2 separate regions of the Anser cygnoides genome follow, and region 2 is linked to region 1. Evidence: chromatin contacts called from public Hi-C data. All regions are on one chromosome and are shown on one strand. The core of a region is the stretch at or near the end of the contact, and the rest is flanking DNA. Distances in the headings are between cores, read along the strand shown. Region 1 holds the start of RAD51C (RAD51 paralog C). Region 2 holds the start of DHX40 (DEAH-box helicase 40).

Region 1 (7,647 bases), core at 3,383-5,882:
GACCCAAATTTGCCTGAAATACAGAAGGGAGATGGATTGCCTTACGGTGTTCACATGTTAAGTTGTTTCTAAAATCTTGGCTATCTGCATTAACGTACAAGACAACAAACTAGAAACAAGAAAATTCTCATTTTCTGTATATTGATTTAACTCATTTGGTAGAAAGTAGCTTTGTGGCTGGAACATACAAGCCTGCAGCAAACACAGTGAAATGGCCCTGGGGCTCCAACTGAAAAAAAAAATCTTTATTTGAAAAGAACACTGAGTAGTTAGAACTAAAATAAGATATTCTTCTGTTATCATTTTTCTCCTTCCTGCAAATTCATTTCTATGAGCCTGTTCATCTTCGCCGTGTATAATTTTTGACTGTAAGAACAATCAGCTTAACAGTATAAACATGACTCATGTTAAAAGGGAATGTATACATAGTTATGTAACTTGCCTATCAGATTAATATCCAGGTAGGATGTAATTCAGTTTATTTTCTTCCCATTGCACTTGTTATAAAATAGCAAATAACACGGCCTCACTTTGAATGGTTTAAGTCTACTTGAAAAAGCTTGATAACACATACTCTTCACGTCAGTTTTTCTCTGAAAGACCTTAACGAATTGTTTATTATGACAAGGATATTTTCTAACATAGTCTGTTACACAATATTGTTGTTTCTCTTACTCATAGGATCTTAAAGTAATTTGTATTACCCCCGTCTCTCTTTGCGTCCCTTCCTAAAAAAACCTAAAACCTGGAGATTTTCCTGCAGTCCCCAGTCTCAGCTCCAGATCTGCACAGAAGGATCAAACTAATTTTAATGAGAGCTAGATTGCAATGAGCAATCTGTCGAGCCACTTATAGCCTGTCCAAGGAACCACCAGAAGGTCTTACGGTTTTCCTGCAACCTTCAGTATTTCAGGCTCCAGGCCAAGCAGCAATAATCAGCACAGATGGTACCAAAGAACTGCAGCCCAATGTAACTGTGCTAATGAAGCCGTGTTCTTTCCACAAGAGCAAACACAACAGGGCACCGTTAGTACCTGGCAGAGAAAGGGAAATACCAGACTACACTATGCAAAAGTAAGACTCCCATCTGTGCTTTCAAGATCACAGCTTCCAAAAATGGAAATGATATGCAAAAAACAATTTAACTAAACAACACTGATTTATGCTCTGTTGCAATGAGGCACAGGTCTTCTTCCCCGAATCCTGCTCGGGAGTGATCTGCTGTGTAGAATCTAGAAATCTGGAAGGGAGGTGGAGAAAATATGCCTTGCAACAGCATTTCACTAAGAACTAGATGCTAGGCAACTTTTTGGCTGTAATCCACCCAAGAGTTAAGCTGCAGGCTCTCGTTGCTTGTAGCAACAGAAGATGTACTGGCAAGAAGTTACAGTCGCTTTCTGGATGCCAAGATGTGCAGGATGCTTCTGGTCCTCAGTGATCTTCTAGGGAGAAAAAACTGGCACTAGGTCCTTCTGATCCCCCTGCACAGCAGTCATCACACACACGCACTGAGCTCAGACACCTGCAAGGCAGTTGCGTGATGATTCCTAACTCAGTGCTCATGGAAATGTAACCTTTGTGGCAACACAGATCCAGTACCCTCGCCTTAAAATTGAGATTGAGAATGGTGGCAGCATTGGTAGCAAAAGGTAATTACTTTCAGGAGTAATCGGGACAGGAATGAAAAGCAAACAAGCTTTACATTTGTACTCTGGCATCAGACAGTATATTACTGCCAGCCAAGCTGATGAGGTACCAGCATGGTACTCTTATTATACCAGAGAGTATCCCTGAAATTTTTTAGTGCGAAAATGAGTGTTATCTTCAGGAAAGTCTGCAGTAACTCTTACCTTTGAATGCTCTGAAAGAAAGTCTGGGAGCAGGTAGACCTGTGCTAGAAGCTCTATGTAGTCACGGCAACGGAAGTAATATATGTGAGAAAGGATACTTTCAAGAGAAAAAGTCTCCAAAGCCTTCTGATGATCTGGGAATAAATAGATGAATAACTGAGTCAGAAATCTGCGCTAGCACATTGCTACTATCGTCATTCCACCATACTATGCCTTCCACATACAGCAACAACAGCAGCAGACACCCCAGAAACTTTGTTAAGAGAAACAGTCAAGGTAAAGAGTGTGGAATACGTCTTCCATCTGGCTGGAAAGTCAGAGAGGTAGCGAGCAGATGCTATCTCAGCACTTGCACGTGGGTACACTGGAACCTCCAAGGGAGTGTGCCAAAAATGAAAAATTAATTTCTGAAAAAGAACTTTTCCTGTAAATCATTTTCAAGCCAGAACACCACTAGAGGACAACAGTGAGCATTAATCATGCATTGTTTAATGTACAGGAAGTAGCCCATTTATCTTGGGCTAAAAGTGTCCTTCCATCCTTGTTCAAGCACCGTTCAGCCATGCTGCCTTAAGAAATTCTGCCTTTTCTCTTTTTCCTCAGCTGCTCTTCCTGTCCCTGCACTGCAACACCTTATCCTTCAGTTTTCCCGGCAGAGCTGTGTTTGCTTTTGCTGTAAATTCAATCACTAAAGTGATCCGTGTTTAAAAAAGATAAATCAAGATCCCTAAAACAAACAAAAAACGCCAACGAATCATCAATCAGAAAAAAAGTTATTCTTAAACTAGATCAGCTCAGCCTGCAGCATGGCCCCAGTCACAGTGACGCAGTTCACAGTCTCATACATAGCGGTGGAAGTAAAAGGCTGGCAGCAAGAACTGCTTGAGCCAGCACTGCTGCTGAAACTCTCAAACTGTAAAATATCAGCCTATGAAACACCAGTTTCACTCAGATCCCTGCCTACTAGACAGAAAGAAACATGTCACAGAATCATTACCTTCTTCTTGATGAGCTTCAGCAATTAGCCGGCAATGCTGCACACAGGCGGCTGCAATATCCGCTGCTCTGTCTACCATAAAGCTTCCTTCGGTGTCAATGAACACTGCTTCTCCACAGACACCCCCGAAGCATTCTGGAATCTGTACGTCTACCGCCAGCTGCATACTGTCACGGGAAACAAAAACATAAACACGTTCGTTACGAGCATCTTCCCTCCTCACTACATTTCTGCTGAGGAATACGTGGAACGGGAAGGTGCCTAGCCATCATCAAGCTGCGTAATGATCACAACTCTCATCATAGTTAAATTCAACAAAGAAAAGTGATTCTCAGTTGCACAGAAGTAATCTAAAAATAAAATACCATAGCTGTGTTTTCCCAACACCAGGCGCTCCACAGACCTCAGTGATCTTTGTCAGCTGCACGCCACCTCCCAGAATATTGTCTAGGGCCGAACAAAAGGTGATGATGAAGCCCTGCGCCTGCTCTTCTTCCAGAAGTTCCAGCGCTGTGCACTTTCTGGTGGTGCCAGCTCCCCCAGCAGTCCTTGCTGCATCGCCAGAACATTCCTGCCTTACAACCTGTAACGCCTCCAGTGCCTCTTCTTTGGAGATTCCAATTTCTAGAAGAGAAGTTATTAATTCTTTTAATGTAATAGTGCACAGAGCTTGCCAACATCTCTGGAACCAATGACCTGATTTTCAAAGGAACTGATTTTCAAAGCAACTCGGAGCAATGATGCAGCGGTGGCAATAAGCACTGTGCAAATAAAAAGCCCAGAGCATTGTTCACAGACACGGTCAGGATCTGGGAGAGCAACGCACCTATTCTGCACTGAATGCACTGCTAAGTTAACCTCATCTGAAGCAAAGAAGGCCCTGAAAAACGAAGTCAGGCTGCAGACTACTAAGTGGTAGTGACACCTACTGCTGGTACCGTGAGTACTCGGGGTATTCTGGGGCTGAGCACCTCCACACCTTATTTTTAGATGTGAAACAGACCTAGGAACAGAAGTGAGGCAGCACAAGTGTGCGCGTGTACATCTTTATATATGGGTAGGCCAGGATCTGGTTACTTCACTTTGATCTTCCAGGTAAAACTACTACAACGGATCATCATAGATAGGAAAATTTCTAATAATAAAAATCCTGATGCACTTCTTACAAGGGCTGTGCAAATCATATTGAAATATGATTTGTAAAAAAAACAAACAACACAGCTTCCTAGCTGTACGTGTTATTTTCTTCTGTTTAAAACAAAACAGCTTCCTAACTGTTTATGTTAGTTTCCTGTGTTTAAAAGGTGCAACGGGGGAAGTTATTGAGAGGGAATATTCTGAATTTTTAGGGTCCCGTTTGTATTTATCACTCAACTTTTTTGTAATTTTATTTTATTTTTTGAAATGAGAGGGAACTTTTGCCCGTTTTCTCCCTTAGAAGTGTGGAAGTCCCCAAACACTTCCCCGTTCCCTGGCCCCTCAGCGCGACTCCTCAGGCAGAACCGAGCCCCGGCGGCCCCCAGCAGCCCCCACCTCACCCCCCAACACCCGGGCCCAGCCCCGTACCCCCCCCCGGAGGCTCCCCGGGGCCAGGCCGGTCCCGGTCCCCGTCCCCGTGCCGCTACCTCTGCTCAGCCCGCAGGGCCCGGTGTCCAGCAGCTCCTGCGCCGTCTGGAAGCCGGCAGCCGCCAGCCTGGCCCGCAGCGCGGGACCCAGCGGCAGGCCGCCCACCGCCCGCTGCATGCCGCCCCCCCCCCCCGCCGCCACCGGGCCGCGCTAGGCCCCGCCCGCAGGGGCGCCCGGAAACGCGGAGGAGGAGGAGGGAGGGGACTGCGCATGCGCCGTCCGCCGAGGCGCGAGGAGAGCCGGCACGTGACCGCGGCCGTTGGGAGGCGGTCGAGGGCGGTTGGCGCCGAGGGGACGGGGGGCCCTGAGGCGGGGTGGTGCGGGCTCCGTTCTCCCTTCGGCCCGTCGGAGCGTCCTCTGTTTCTCACAGGTGTTAGGGGCGTGCTGGCATTTCCCCACTGTCAGCTTTCTGGGCCCCTCTCCCCTCATCGGGGTGTCCGGCCCTGGGGCTGGCTCTCCTCAGCGAGCCGTCGGGCTCCGTGCCTTCGTTCTCTTCTCAGGGTCCCCAAGGAAGGAGCAGCCACTACTGAGGGTCACCTGCTGGCGTTCCAGAAGTGTGAATTAAGTCCTGCTGCGGCGATTTGCAGCCTTTCCTAGTTGTCTTGAGGGAAGAGGATGGCGCACGCGCTCCCGCTTCCAATTCCCTGCCCTGTCCAGCTTGGGACTACAAGAGGGGACTCCCCCGAAGCTCAGATGCACGAGTGTGTCAGACAGGGGAACTGCGTCAAGGTGAAGAAGCTTCTGAAAAAAGGTAAAGCCGTAGTTTAGAAAAGTCCTTGCAGAAAAGGTTTACTTGCTCCTGTATGCTTGCGTTTGTGGTAAACAGGTAGAATCAGTCTGTCAGTTCAGTTTTGTCACTGGGAGATGTTTACAAAAGGTAGTATTTTTGGTCTTTTCTGGTAAATGGCACTAACAAAAGAATCATGAAGAGAAGCCATTTGGAAAGACTAAGTTTTTAGTTGCGAGGTTTATACTACCTCAGCCATAAGGAAGTGTTTGAAGTACTGTAAAACTAAAATTCTGAAAGTCTGCTTTAGAAATACATATGTAAGGTTTTTAACTTCAGTTCTGCTTGCAAAGGGCTTAAAGTACTGCTTAGGTATTGGCGTTTTTAATACCCACAATTTTAATGACAGGGAGCAAAGAACATTGCAAATGAAACGTACTTGCTGGGGTTCTATTTTGCCTTTGCTGTTCCTACTGAACAGCTGTTTCCAACTTGGAGATCCAAAGAGCAGAACGCTGATAGCACAAAAGCACGGGGACATGAAGCAAGAAGGAGGCAGTAGGTATAAAGTAGGGAGCTCGAGGCGTGGTCTCTGGACGCAAGAAACGGGACTCTATGGATAGTCTTGTGGGCTCAAATGTAACCTTTTTCAAACCGTTTTCGGGAACGTGAGCAGCAGGTGCTGCTCCTGGGGGTGCGGCTGCGCTGCAGCCCAGCGGGGCGTTCCTGCGGCGCCGCCGGTCGGAGCTGAGCCGAGCCGCGGGGCGGGGCCCTGAGAGCAGCGCGCCTGATTGGCCGGGCAGCGCTGTGCATGCAAATGAGGGGCGTGTCCCGCCGAACCCACTCGCGGGGCGCTCCCGGGGGGCGCGGGGCCGCAGCGGGGGCGCGCACGGCGGCGGGGGCGCGGCTGGGCGCGGGGAGGGGGGGAAACGGCGGGGCCGGGCGGGGAGCGGGGGGTCGCCGTGAGCTGGGGGCCGGTCCGCGGCCGTGGGACCCGGCGGGGCGGCGCAGCGAGGCCAGGACTATACTTTCAGGGATCATTTCTGTAGTTGGTAACTAGAGGAGTGTGATCGAAAGTGTCCGGCGTCACAAGCCACGAGGAGGAGCGGCGTGCTCTCTCCTGAGCGCGAGGCGGGCGGGCGGCGCTGCTGCTGCGCAGGGGCCTCCCGCCATCGATGACCGTTCCCGGCCCCTTTACGGGGTGTGGGAGGGAGAGAGCACAGGCTGAGTGGTTTGTGTCCTTCTTTTAACGGTGACAAAAACAGAATGAATTCTAATTTCGTAACAGAGGGTGCGGTGCTGCCAGGAGCTCCGTGCCCGGGAAGCCCCATGTCTGCGCACGGGGCGTTCAGGGCTCTCTGCCCCAGCGTTGCCCGGGCTGGGGCAGGCTGCGGGGCTCCAGGGATGCAGCGAGGCCGCCTCAGCCCTGTCCCGGTGCGGCCACAGACGACCTGGGGCCGGCAGAGCCGGCTTGCTCCGCCCGGTCGCTGCACGCCGCCCCCGGGAGGCCGCGCCGCGTGGCCGCGGTGTCGCTCGCTGCCGCCGGAGGGGCCGGGCAGGAGCTGCTCGCTCAGCGCGGTCACGGAGCTGCCCCGCGCGGCCGCTGTTCCGGTAACACCGCGGCGCCCGGTGCCCGGGCGGCTTCTGCGCTGCCTTCGGGTGCCGCGCCCGGACCCGCTGCGTGGAGAGGCGGGGGCGCTGTCAGAGCTCCTCCCTCCCTGAGAGCGGCGCGCCTGATTGGCCGGGCAGCGCGCTACATGCAAATGAGGGGGCGTGTCCCGCTGAACCCACTCGCGGGGCGCTCCCGGGGGGCGCGGGGCCGCAGCGGGGGCGCGCACGGCGGCGGGGGCGCGGCTGGGCGCGGGGTGGGGGGGAAACGGCGGGGCGGGCGGGGAGCGGGGGGTCGCCGTGAGCTGGGGGCCGGTCCGCGGCCGTGGGACCCGGCGAGGCGGCGGAGTGAGGCCAGGACTATACTTTCAGGGATCATTTCTGTAGTTGGTAACTAGAGGAGTGTGATCGAAAGTGTCCGGCGTCACAAGCCACGAGGAGGAGCGGCGTGCTCTTTCCTGAGCGCGAGGCGGGCGGGCGGCGCTGCTGCTGCGCAGGGGCCTCCCGCCATCGATGACCGTTCCCGGCCCCTTTACGGGGTGTGGGAGGGAGAGAGCACAGGCTGAGTGGTTTGTGTCCTTCTTTTAACGGTGACAAAAACAGAGCTATCATTAGCGATCTTAAAGGAGGATTTCAGCTGCTGTCTGCTCGCGTCCCGCTAGAACGCACCGGCCCTGAGCTGCCTCCTGCCAGGGCAGCGCCTGGTGCCCCCCAGCCCCTCGGTGCCCATCGGTAGCGGGGACAGCAGGGGCCGGCCCCAGCCTGGGAAGAAGGGGCGGCCGCGCTGCGTTGGGTGTCGGCGTCCCGAGGGGCCGGGGGTGGAAAGAACCGCTTCGGAA
Region 2 (7,647 bases), core at 1,895-4,394, 220 kb before region 1:
CTAATTATTTCCCACACCATGCTGAGATGCTAAGAACACAGCAATCCAGCAGCTGAGTCTTGTGGTCTTTAACAGACAACAGTCATACTAAGAACAGAGAATGTAACACAAAGTAAAACAGGTCAGACCTCTGTAACATATGCAGAGCTTCCCGTGTCCCGTGGGCTGAGCAGGTTGCAGAATATCTCCTTTACCGGGTAACTTCTTCCTGGAATGTGCAGCACTGAGCAGTGTCCAAAGAACTCTGAGAGCTTGTCTACCTCCAGGGTGGCGGACATCACCACCACTTTCATGTCTGTCTTCCTGCCCGATGGTTTCTTCTGTAGAAATAGTTTCTTCAGCAAACCAAATAAAATATCCTAGCAGAAAAAAAAAAAACACAACAATTTATGTTAGTTCCCCAGTCTTCCTAGAAGTGCTGATGAACTAAGAAGGGACTGAGTTTATGTCATGGATATAGAGAAGACAAAAAATTACATCTTCAGAGCCTATGCACTCAGAAGAACACATACACTTAGCTTGCTCATCTCATAAGAACATAAATTAATTTCTAGAATTTAATTAATGTTTCATCAGCTTTTCTCACAGCTTATAAACGGAATTCTTTGCTTTTCATTTTTATACACTCATGGCCAAGTCAACTGCAAGAAAGGTCAATTACCTCAGATCAATTAAAAAAAGTTATCTTCATCCAGTATACGTTACCTGACTGAGTGGACACTCTCCTTTGTCATACTGGTTATTGTTATCACTTCAGAAAATTTATTTTACTCTGCATTGCAGTGGATTAAAAAACTGCTCCTTTTAGTTAGTTATGGGTGATGGAGCAGTAACTTCTTACGTCACTCTAGCTCAGTTACTTGCAATACCCTCAGACGCTTGAGGACAGAAGTGGGATGCAGAAAGCAGTGTGTCTTTTCCCCAGGCTGACTAGCAGGTTGTTTTCCCTGTTCCCATGGCTCACTACTTAGGACTGTCTGGACACAGACTCCCTGCTATTGCCAGTTCTTCAGCTTCCCCATGCACTCTCTCCCCCACCCAATGTCAGTGACACAAAACAGTCTCCTGAGGACTGAGTCACTCGAGTCTCCCTCTGCTCACCACAGAAGGGTCAGGCTGACATTTGACAGCTTTCAGTACTTAGGTCAGTCTGGATACCTCCATGACCCCCAAACCATAATCTCTTTGCACAGTCATATACACACCCTACGAAACGTTAGGCCTTACGGCAAGAGAGATGTTTCAGGCTGGTTTATGTTTGTGGGTGGGTTTTTTTGTTTGGTCGTTGCATTTTTTTTGGAGGGGACGAACAGGGGGGACACCACCATCCAGTGCCAGCCAACATTTAAGTGCTGTCAAACACAACAACAGCTACAACAATTTCAACTTGATTACAGGCAGCATCTTATTTTTGGGATACACAGCATGCAATAGATCAAGCAGTGATCCTACGGCCTTAGGACAGCAAAAGGATAAAACACATCTGTAGAAAGTCAGCCAAAAACCTTGAGAATCATGCTGATTACCTTTCTGAGCAATAAGAGAGACAACATTTCTAGAGGTCCGTCCAGACACAGTGTCAGGACTCCTGAGATCTTGTCTTACTGCAGGAACTGACTCACTGTGAAAGATTTTAGGTAGTCACTTAGCCTGTTCTTTGCTTTGGTAAAACTCTTCTGTCATTAAGCACAGATGTAATTTCAATACGCAAACCTCTTACAGAATCTTCAAGTGAAAATAGACTTGAAGGAAAGAGTACCACATTTATATTATTTTTACCAACAAGTTCCAACTTCCCGTTTACCAACACCAAGCGACACTTGCGTTCAAGACGGTGACACTCACAGTGCTAAGACTCCGCTCGTGAGCTTCATCCAGAATGATGACGCTGTACTTGCTGAGAAGGGGGTCGGCCAATATATGCCTCAACAAGCAGCCATCCGTCATGTACTTGATGGCAGTATCCTGAAAGGTTCAATTAGACCTTCAGCTTCTGTCCCGGTTATTTACATCGATATAGGTCAGATACTCACAAAGCACAGACACACACACAGGGGTTGTATCACACAACTTTACGCACAGCATCACAAGTGTTTGGCAACGCTCCTGGTGGTGGGGCATGGGAACAGGTTGCCCAGAGAGGCTGTGGATACCCCAACCCTGGAGGTGTTTAAGGCCAGGCTGGATGGGGCCTTGGGCAACCCGATCTCGTGGGTAGCGTCCTTGCCTGTGGCAGGGGGTTGGAACTGGGTGATCCTTGAGATCTCATCCAACCCAAGCCGTTCTATAATTCTACGATAAGAATTGAATTCTGTGACAACCCAACCGCAGCTCCACCCCACTGGGACAGCTTCTCTGGCTCATGTGAGACCAAAACCTCTTCTGAGGCTTTCCGCCCCGCAGCCCCCGAGCACTCCCCACTCCCTGCCCGCAGCCCTACCTGTGAGGAGCAGTCGTCGAAGCGCACCTGGTAGCCCACGACGGTGCCCAGCGCGCAGCCCAGCTCCTCGGCCACCCGCTGCGCCACAGACACGGTGGCGACGCGCCGGGGCTGGGTGACACCGATGGCCCCGTGCTCGGCCAGGCCTGCAGGGGAGAGAAACGAGGGGCTGAGGGGGGACTGAGGGGGGAGGGGGGGCTGAGGGGGGAGAAACTGAAGGGGGGGGTGGGGCTGAGGGGGGGCGAGGGGACTGAGGGGACTGAAATGGGGGGGGGGCTGAGGGGACTGAAGGGGGGGCTGAGGGGACTGACAGGGGGAGCTGAGGGGACTGATGGGGGGGCTGAGGGGCTGAAGGGGGGGGCTGAGGGGGCTGAATTGAGGGGGGGCTGAGGGGCTGAAGGGGGGAGCTGAAAGGGGGGCTGAAGGGGCGCTGAGGGGGCGACGACCCCGACCCCGCCGCACCACACGCTCCGGAGGGGCTCGGGGGGGGGGGGGGGGGTCTCCCCCGGCCGTTACCTGCCTCGAAGAGGTACCGGGGCAGCTGCGTGCTCTTGCCGCTGCCCGTCTCGCCGGTGACGATGAGGAAGGGCTGCCGGCTCACCGCCTCCACCAGCGCCCGCCGGTAGCGGCGGATGGGCAGGCGGCCGCCCTCCATGGCGGCGGGGGGACCCCCTCCCGCCCCCTCCCCACCTCCCCTCACGCAAGCCCCGCCCCCCCCCCACGGCTGACGTCACCCCCGCGCGGAAGCGGCGCCGCCGCGCGCACAAAGGTGACGCAGCGCGGGTCGCCGCCCCGCCTACCCCTAAACCACGCCCACTGCGAGCCCCGCCCCCTCCCGTGCAGGCCCCGCCTCTCTGCCGTGTAGGCCCCGCCCCTCCTGTACAGGCCCCGCCCCCCCCCCACGCCCCACCTTTTCCCCTCAGGCAGCCGCCCTCAGCCCCACACAGGCCTCCCCCCCCCCCCTCGTGTAACCAAAATGGTTGTTTTTTACCCCAGAGCTCCTGGGGGCCTGGCAGGGGTGAATTATAGTATGAAATCGGAGGGACCGCAGCGGTTCCCTCGCAGTGCCTGAAATACCCCCTTGCCATCCCCACGGCGTAAGGAGGACATGTGATGGAAAATGGCTCAAAAACCCCAAATGTCTCGCAAAAGCACCATTCGGCCACACCAGGCCTGGCATTCCCCGTAACGACTGAATTCAGACATGGCCTGAAGGTGGCAAGCGATGAACGCTTAACGCATGAGGCCAGGCTGCAATCCCAAGCCCCAGACTGAGCATGGCTGCTGCGACGGATTCCTGCCAACGCGCAGTTTCTGCACCGTGCTTTGTCTACACCATGACGTCCTTTCCCTTAGGGGCCCTGAGGATGTTAATGTTTCACCCTCCACCGGGGTGAGAGTGGCACAGATGTTAATGTTTCACCGTCCGCTGGGGTGAGAGCCGCACCATACGTTTGTCATCGTGTCAGCCCGAATTAGGCCACCTACTGACTCCATTTACTGCCAGCTGCCTCCGTTTGTGCCTCTGACACAATGGGAGAAATATTCACCTGCTGGCTCAGGCCTCAGCGTGAGGGCTGACCAGGAAATGCTTGCGAAGCACTCTGGACCTGGGAAAATATTACCTCAGTCCCCATGTTGCCAGATTCAGATATTTCTAAACCCTATAAATATTTGTTTAGTCTGTCTAGAAACCGGCATGGTAGTCATGGCAGATAAGATGTTTTCTGCCCTGCCTTATTAATACAGCGAGAGAGAAGAGGTCAGTGCAGGAAGTGTTTCATTACAGTACTACAGCTACAAAAGATACTTGGTATTATGTCCCTGGGTTTATTACTTTGAGGTGTTTGCAACAATCTTTGCCCCCCCCAAAATAAATAAATAAATAACAGAAAGACAAATCCCTTCTCCAAAGCTACAAAAACTGTCCGCCAGCTGCTGACAAACAATCAGCATGCACTAACATGAAGATTCATACTTTGGACAGCATTAAAGGTGTTTAGGCATTCTGCTGGCATAAATCTTCCATTTCTGTCTGAGGCTGACCTGTAGCAATTACCTACAATAACTTAGATGCTGTTCTATAAGCATGAGAAGCACATCAGCCCGGCAGTAAGATTGCTATAACCATTCTGTATCTCTGTTCACTTAGATACATAATGGAACATGTCAATGCGCTGTATGCTGTTGCATCCCTTTATGAAAGCGTATCATATTTATTTCCTCACGATGTACTAATGCTGTGTTGCCGCTAGTAACTTGCTCGGTTAATGGTGATCATATATACTGCTTTACTATTTCCTACTGGAAACTTCAAACAGGCTTTTTGGTAGTCTTTTACTGATAATTTTTATTACATTATTATATGGTTTTCATAGGTACATATGTATGTATGAATGCATGCAGACATGCACATTCTACTTGGTTCTATTTAAATCACATACTGCTTTTGGCATGCACAGGGGTAGGTAAGGTTTTTCAATTTTCTTTTTTGTCCTCCTAGCCTGGGAATAACAGATTTGGGCTTAATCAGCCTCTTTGCAGTCCTGAACTTTGTCCTCCTGGAATACAGTGCCATTCATTTAAGGATTTCCCTCTGTCTAATAAACATTAATGAATCACACTCTACAATTCCCTTGTGATGTTATCTCGGTTTCACAGATGGGGAAAACAGAAACACATTAAGGGGTCTGCGCACACCACAAATCAAAGGCAGAGCTGGTAGAAGAACCCAGTAATCCCAGCACAATTCCCTGCTCTAATAACTCTGTAAAACTGCATCTCTACCCACACAGCTGCTCTGTCAGTAACTGTGCTACACAGGGTAGCATGGTGACTTTCAGGCTAGCCAGGAAGACTGAAATTGCTCTTTTCCTAAGGTTTAGCTTTACACATAATTGCAAATTACATGTAAAGGTGATAGAGGGCTGCAGCTCTGCCAGCTTCCTGTACTGAATTACCCGAGGATGTCTTTTTTCGTTTCTGAGCAGAGGATATCTTTTCTCTTCCGACAAGCAGAGAGATAATGGGATATGATGAATATTCCAATCCCTCATGGTACACAACAGATTTATTGCTCTTCCCAGAGGAGAGGCCCAGGTTCCTGAGGAATTTTCTTGTCCTTGCTCTGGACAGAGCAGTCCGTTCCATGATGAACATGGCATCCCTTGATGCTTGTGAAGGAAACCACATCTATTAATTACATTGAGCAAGTGATGACAGATAATTGCTTTGTGCCTGTGGAAAGTAGGGCCACGTTTTAGAAGAAAGATCCCGAAGCTTTAATTTCACTACTGACAAAGAGCATAGCCCGAAGTTCCCACAAGCCGTGCTCCTGTCAGCCGACCAGCAGTTCTTCTGTCAGCCAGGATTTCTGTGGCACTGGCTCTGAGCTGTTATTGGAAAAGCGTTATTCTTAAAACAGAGAAAGAAGGTGTTAGACACAGCAAAAAGCAAAGCCCCTTTACACTGCCATCTGCTATCTTAGAATGCCTTCCCACAAAACATTTATGAATTGTCAAGTTTTATTTCAAATTTTCCTCCGCTTGTTACAGATTGCTTCTTTCTGAAGACAAGATCAGACGCCTTAGCCTTTCTCCCGCATACTGAATAGATTTGCCTTGTGCTTAGTTCCACAGAAAACAAGAGCCCACAGTCTGCCAGAACAGCCAGGTTACTCAGAGACGCCTTCACAGGTTTCTGCTAAAAAATACTGCAGGAAAGGAGAACGGGGAGGCAGCACTGTGCTGTATGCACCGAGGCCTGTGCCTGCCTGAGGGCACCTGAGGTTTGCCTGCTCATGGCCACAGCCAGGATCTGGCCGGCAGCGAGCCACAGGTGCAGGATCAGATCTCAGCACCCGAGCTCTGCGAACGTTTCTGCATGAACCTTGCTGTGCTCGGTAGAAGAGACCTGGCTTGCCCACTACGAGCCCCAGCTGTTTCTCTTAAAACCCTGTTTTCTTTCAAGTCGGTCTATGACAGGCCAGCAGTTAATTTCGTTAATTTACCACCCTCACACGTACTCCTGCATCACCCTTTTTAAATTTAACCACAGTGTCAGACCCGCAGCTGTTTCTGAGGCCGCACACAAGTGATTGCTGCTGCTGCTGCCAGGTGCCAGCGCCCACAAAAAGGTCGCAGGCCGGGAGGATTCGGCGTGGCTCAGCTGTCCTCATTCTCACACAGGGCATGGTCTGTCCGTCTGCCCGCTCACACACAGCAGGCAGGTGAGGGGTTGTATATCAGGAATGATCCCATGGTGCTCGTACAAGCCATGGGCCTCCACCCAAAGCATTTCCCTGATTCTAGTCCTGTGGTACCTGTGGCACTGAAAGCTCATGGTGATTTTAGGAACGCCTCACGCCTACACTTTGTTACAGCCCATGGGAGGCTTCTAATATATTTCTGTGTACTAGACACAATTATTGTTCTCCTGGCTTCCTTATCAGATGTGATAAATCATTAATTTACTCTGCGTTCCCATTAGAGTGCACCACAGCTATGATTTATATATATATTTTTCTATGAGAGTAAAATAAGCAGATATCCTAAGCTGTCTTGGAATTTTCCTCTTGTGTATGTGGCAGCACCTCCTATCACCCAAAGTAGTTTTATTTCCCCAACTGTTCAATCTAGGACAAAATACTACACTTTTGTTCTATATTAGGACTGTAGAGCAAGGCAGCTGACTGTTTTCACAGCCTTGGTGCTCACGGAGGGGACTGTAGGGGAAGAGTTAACCCCTGGCCTGAGCTTCTCTCACAGCGAGTCATTAAGAAAAGCCAGATCTCCTCCATACTCTCCCAAAATCAGGTGGTGATGAGCAGCATGCACCCACTGCCTTCCTCCCCTTCCTGTGACCCACAGGGTCAGCTGTGAATACAGGTCCATCTTCCACTTCCTTCCATAACCTTGCTTTGGAGCTTCTTCTCCCAGTGAGACAGGGTCTCCCAGGAACCCTTGGGAAATCTTTTTGGTCAAAATTCCCCTCATTGCCTCTTGTGGTCGCCTTCATGACACGTTCGTCTGGGCCACCATGAGCAGCTCACAGGCCTGTTAGGCCCGGCCACCACTGAGGTGTCTCCTTGCCTCAGATGTGGCCTTCAGATCCAGGAACAAAGAATTGGGCCTACCAAACAGACCACAAGAAACTTGTATTTCTTCTATGAATCTATGGAGCAGCGGTTGCATTATCCAATTTCCTCT

The links. A called contact is a pair of places that touch in the nucleus more often than the background predicts.
Region 2: a Hi-C map of liver shows a contact between it and region 1, with 1.8 times the contacts expected there. The contact joins the promoter of DHX40 here to the promoter of RAD51C in region 1. A contact is called at or near these places in 2 of 7 Hi-C or Micro-C datasets (granulosa cells and liver).

What each region holds. Positions count from the first base shown.
Region 1 is chr18:9,558,554-9,566,200 of Taihu_goose_T2T_genome, reverse strand. It overlaps RAD51C (RAD51 paralog C), which reads right to left and starts at 4,632. Exons shown (of 9, transcript XM_048074131.2): 1 at 4,473-4,632; 2 at 3,213-3,471; 3 at 2,848-3,014; 4 at 1,851-1,984. The coding sequence starts at 4,590. It overlaps TEX14 (testis expressed 14, intercellular bridge forming factor), which reads left to right and starts at 4,691. Exons shown (of 32, transcript XM_066979550.1): 1 at 4,691-4,843; 2 at 4,974-5,224. The coding sequence starts at 5,089. It overlaps LOC136786627 (small nucleolar RNA U3), which reads left to right and starts at 7,165; the gene lies at 7,165-7,379. LOC136786626 (small nucleolar RNA U3) reads left to right here and starts at 6,219; the gene lies at 6,219-6,433.
Region 2 is chr18:9,778,846-9,786,492 of Taihu_goose_T2T_genome, reverse strand. DHX40 (DEAH-box helicase 40) reads right to left here and starts at 3,144. Exons shown (of 17, transcript XM_066979416.1): 1 at 2,957-3,144; 2 at 2,441-2,586; 3 at 1,846-1,965; 4 at 129-359. The coding sequence starts at 3,095.